2 separate regions of the Gossypium arboreum genome follow, and region 2 is linked to region 1. The links are chromatin contacts, called in public Hi-C maps. All regions are on one chromosome and are shown on one strand. The core of a region is the stretch at or near the end of the contact, and the rest is flanking DNA. Distances in the headings are between cores, read along the strand shown.

Evidence for each region. A called contact is a pair of places that touch in the nucleus more often than the background predicts.
Region 2: a Hi-C map of leaf shows a contact between it and region 1, with 1.6 times the contacts expected there. The contact joins the promoter of LOC108460937 here to the promoter of LOC108458472 in region 1. A contact is called at or near these places in 2 of 5 Hi-C or Micro-C datasets (both in leaf).

Annotation. Positions count from the first base shown.
Region 1 is chr4:37,381,794-37,384,493 of ASM2569848v2, reverse strand. It overlaps LOC108458472 (serine/threonine-protein phosphatase PP2A catalytic subunit), which reads right to left and starts at 1,354. Exons shown (of 12, transcript XM_053027143.1): 1 at 934-1,354; 2 at 670-749; 3 at 413-469; 4 at 201-284. The coding sequence starts at 433.
Region 2 is chr4:37,559,119-37,561,818 of ASM2569848v2, reverse strand. It overlaps LOC108460937 (serine/arginine-rich SC35-like splicing factor SCL33), which reads left to right and starts at 1,378. Exons shown (of 6, transcript XM_053027144.1): 1 at 1,378-1,577; 2 at 1,985-2,147; 3 at 2,453-2,530. The coding sequence starts at 1,996.

The DNA.
Region 1 (2,700 bases), core at 105-2,604:
ACAGTGGAGACAAAAAGTTCACATGTCAATGCATGCAAAAGAGCATAAATTAAAAATATTCGCATTACAAATATGATCAATCAAGATACCTCTGGAGAGCTCCAACTTCAAAACATTGAGGTCTGAACTAATTATTTTACACATTCCCCGCTGAAACAGAACTGAATACAAAAATCAACAGTCAAAGTCAGAACAAGTACCTTCCCTCCAATTCGAAAAAGTTCTGCAAGATCATGAAACTGCCCATGGATGTCACCACAAATTGTCACCGGGCTTCTCACAGGCTGTTAAAACAAAAATCAATGCTTTCCCAGTTTACGGAGGAGCAATCTCAACATCTCCAAAATACGCCAATAAATAAACAAATATAGACATAGATGCCTGAAACACAAGCCAGACTAAGATAATAAACCTGGACATTGCTTTCTTTCATCAGTATTTCCTTTGCCTTATCACATAATGCTCTGACCTAAACAATACATTATGAGAAAAAAATAGTTATTAAAAGTTATATTCCACAACACAAGACAGACAAAGACAAGCTTCCATTGACCCAAATTAAAACAACACAAATAAGATGAAACAAAGAAAACTCCAGGAGCAACAAGTTTAAAATTTAAACCCACAACACTTATTCCGAGCAAATACCCCGAGTTATGTTGAAATTACCTATATCAAATAAAAATAAATCATTTTCTTTCCCTGCTTTAAAGAAGAAGAAAAAGAAGCTGCAGTTTTTGTTCATAACTCTGAATTGAAATTTAAACAGAAAAAAAAAAGAGAGAATTAGCTGTAAATATTGCAATAAACACTATTCACAAATCAGAGCCTAATCGATTATTCACAAATTTTAAAAAATATATTATTGGATTAATTCCTGGTAAATTTTGGCACTTTCTTGGAAACAAACAGATAGAGAAAAATTTAAGGTACCTGCTGCTCCGAAAGTGGCTTACACTGCATGAGCTGCGAGATCTGCTCATCGAGATCGGTGGTCAAGTCTGTTGGTGACGAATTGGCGCCCATGTTTAATTTTTCAGTTGGAAGACTCGAGCGTGGAAATCGTTATCCGGATCAGGGATAACCCTAACCCTATTTTGGATTGAGAATTTTCTTTTTTCTTTTTGTTTTAACTTTCTTTTTTTATCTCCTTTTCACTCTTTTCCTGGCTCTCTTGCTTCTATCACGAAGACGAAATGAAATGTAAGGGCGCGTGAACTGACACAGAGAGTGGAGCGTGAACAGTGTGAGTGTTATAAAGCCACGTCACACTACTAAACTGTTATAAAGCCACTTCACCACACGTTCCGGGGAGCGCTCCTCAGAATGAGATTTTCTTAAGCTCCCTTCAAATGCTAACGGGAAAAGAAAAGTATAAAGGGATATTATATTTTTAGTATCTATATTTTGTTCCAATTTTCAAATTAGTATCTAAGTTCTTATTTTATCCAGATTGGTAATGGAATTTGGTTTATATCACATATTTAAATATATTTTCTTAATGCATTAAAATAAGATGACATGAAAAATAATATATAATAATAAATTTACTTTGTAATTAAAATTATTTAGGGTTGGAAATTAATTTTGTATAAATTCAAATTTTGGTTACCAAAATTTACAAGGAAATTCCAAAATTTTTAAGGATTTACAAAAACTTCTAAGTCGTTACCAAAATTTCTAATAAATTATTGAAATTTCTAAAGTTACTCAAAAATTTCTAGGACTTTACCAAAATTTCTAATATGCCATATTTTTTTTTATCTCTTGGTATCTTGGCACATTAATGAATTTTATGCTTCTCCTCACAAGTCCCTTAGTGTTTTCCATTTTAAACATGTTTATATGAGTTTTCTTTGAGTATTTGTATATATTTTGTGATTGTAACACCTCGATACTTGACCCAATCATCGGGTCCAAGTTACAAGGTGCCACATTCGTTACCAGAGTAACTACGATAAAATGATATTTGATTTAAAATAATTAAAGATTCAAATATAAGTAAAACATATGTATAATACAATACGTAATCATTTTTGAATCTTATACGAGCTTTTGAAAGCTTTATTGTTAACCCGATATCGAATAGAATCAAATTGTAATATTTTCAAAATTTCAGGTTGATGTTGCAACTTCAGGGTACCTCTTCGCGACGCAACATACTGACTTGATCTCATCGCGATAATAAATGCTCTACGTCACGACGTGACCGTCTACTTTAAAAATGGCCAAAATGGCACCAACCTGTTTCACCTAATCATTCATTTCCATCAATACTAATTTTCATTTCAACCAAAATGTCATTTCAAACATACATTTCCAACATGTTTCATTATTAACATGATCATTTGTAATTTATAATCATTCAAGTTCATATTTGATAATCATGAACTTCAAAACATTACCAAATGGACATATACAATTGAGTATGAACACAAGTATTTCATCTTCTCATACAAAGCATTTAATTGCCTAGTTCATCAATACAATCCAACCATTTAACCATTTCTAATTCATCATTCTAACTCCTAATGTGACTTGATCATATAATACACAAACCGACTCAGGATAGGTATATGACATATAACGAACAAAAGATATTTTACAAACATTGATGAGTCAGGGATTTCTGGCTGGATGCTAAAATCACTTTTCGGGACCTTGGGATGTACCTACACTTGTATGCGGAAAACAAATTAT
Region 2 (2,700 bases), core at 129-2,628, 180 kb before region 1:
CTTTAATTAGTGCCCTCATCCATATGAGAAACAAAGATTGAGGCTTAGCAAAAGGATTTGTTTAGAAACCAGACATGTTAAGTTTTGGTTCCAACAGCCAACGAGAGGCGATGACTAAGGTTTCATTTGGGGAAGAACAGGATGAAGAAGGAAAAAAGGGAAAAGAAAAAAAAAGATGGAAATAAAATAAATACAAAAGACACGCAAGTCATTTCTTAATAATATTAATTACAACTTTGTAAATTTTGAAAGTTGAGTAACTAAAATATAAATTTAATCAAAGTTTAGTGATAATTAGTGTACTTTATTCATTATTTTATTGTGTTTGAACTGTATTTGAAATTAAATATTTATTAATATCAACATAATAATAACATACCATAACACAACAATAATAATAAATGTGGAAATAAGAATATTTCACATTGAAATCAATTGTAATTTTTTATTATAATTTGATTTGATATATTCCATGATATTAATTATTTAATATTAAATTTTAATATTTTTAGTATAATTTAAGATTATATATATTCCACAATTATAATATTAACAAGTTCAAACATCATTTAAACACTTTTTTACAACATAATATTTAAAATAAACATTTTATCTTTTCAAAAATAATTTTCAATCTTAATTTTCAAAAGTCTTTTCAACTTCATTGATAATCTAATCTCGAATAGAATGGCTAAGAGTGTCATTGAAACTAGGTTGTTGTTAGTTGGCCATGAACTTCTATTATACTGTTATAAAAAAAAGGAGTTAATGTAATTTTTTATCTCTAAACTTGATAATTAGGTTTATATTAGTATTTGCACCGTTTTGGTCCACTTTGTAACTAAATTTGGATTACGTAGAAGTATGGTGATTTATCATCATGAGATTGTGTCATATCATAACTTAAAAATTTTAAAATATATAGTTTGAAAATAAAAGAATAATTTTTTAAAAAATTTTAAGTGATAACATGGTACAATTTTAAAGTATTACATTACCATACTTTTACAAAATCAAAGTTTAAAAAAATTAAATCTAATTATCAAGTTCGAATATTGAAATGATCAAAAGAAAATAAAAATATGAAATTGGACTTAATTATCAAGAATCTATAAAACATACGGAATTATAAACATATAAATAAAAATAAGTAAGTATACATCCCACCAACTTCATCTGATTGGATTCCAAAAAATGCCATCCTCGATATCAGGCATGTTCTTCTACCAAATTAAACCTAATTATAAAATGTATATATATTATATACATGATTTAAGCAGGCCTTAGAAAAAAAAGGCCTTTAGGCCTCGGCTAAATTGTCGTTGGATCAAAGATTCATGATAGACCCGATCAAACTAACTTAAATGGCGTCCGACCGTTGATTTTCTTTTTTGAATACACGTGGGCGGTTTGTGTTGCAGGGAGAGAGGCCTCAGAAAGTAACTGGAAGCTTCTGGAGTTCCAATTTAGAAGGTCGGTGAAAATCTAAAGTACCCCGTGATTAACAACCAAACGCCAAAGGAAAGAGAAAAGCATCAAAGAAGGTTGGGATTTTCTTCGTCTGCGATTTCGTAACTGTATGTTCTTAATTCATTCTACGTCTTTTTTTTCTTTTTCTTTTTTTTGTATCATCTTCTTTCATTTTTTTCGTAAATCTCTTGGTGAAGGCTTTGTTTTCTTTTGCATGTATTTTGTAATTTATGTTCCTTGTAGTTCCCAGATATTTTTATTTTTAATTTCTATTTTATAGAAATATTTTATTGGGAGAAAAGTTAGGTTGGGACTGGGATTGATTCTAAGTTCAAGAGAAAACAGGATTTTGGTAATTTCAGGCTCCTTTTAATCGTTTCTTTTGTTTTTTATTGCACTGTGCATGGAATCGCCCGGTTTCTCTCTTTTGTTCTTTTTACTTTGAATTCCATGCTCGAAAATTTTCCAGTTTAATCTTGGTTAAAAGCAATTCTGTGAGTATTAAATGCCTTAGGTTTGTTGCAGATGCGGGGTAGAAGTTACAGTTACAGTCCCTCGCCACCAAGGGATTATGGAAGGAGGCGGCATCGTAGCCCTAGCCCTAGGGGTCGCTATGGCGGTCGTGGTAGAGATCTTCCCACCAGTCTTCTGGTTCGGAACCTTCGCCATGACTGCAGGTTTGTACCATCCCCTCGTATTTATCGGCGTCAGACTGTCAATTTCCTCAAATCCAATACCCTAATGCTCTCATGGTTTTGTTTTAAAATAAATTCTAGGGATAAGTAAGAGCGAAGGTTTTTGAGGAGAACTAAAGGTGTTACATTTATGCTGTGATTTGTTTTCCTTGCTCACCAATCCAAACCTAGTGTACATCTTTGTTCTTTTGTTTAAAATAAACATGATCGTCTTGATACAAGTAAAAAATTTTAGTCTCATCAAACTTTTCTTGTAGAGCCAATTTCTAATTATGTCTCATTTGCAGGCCAGAAGATCTGCGTGGACCTTTTGGGCAATTTGGTCGCCTCAAGGACGTCTACCTGCCTCGGGATTATTATACTGGGTAAGTATAATCCTTATAGGTAACTGACAAATGGTAAATCAGTGTGTATTTGTGTCTGATGGTGTCAACTTGTGTGTCTTCATCCTGTCTCATATGAGTGTTTGGGTGATGGGGTTGTTTCTTTATTATGTCCATTGGTTTATGGGAATTTGGATGTTTTTTATTGAAAG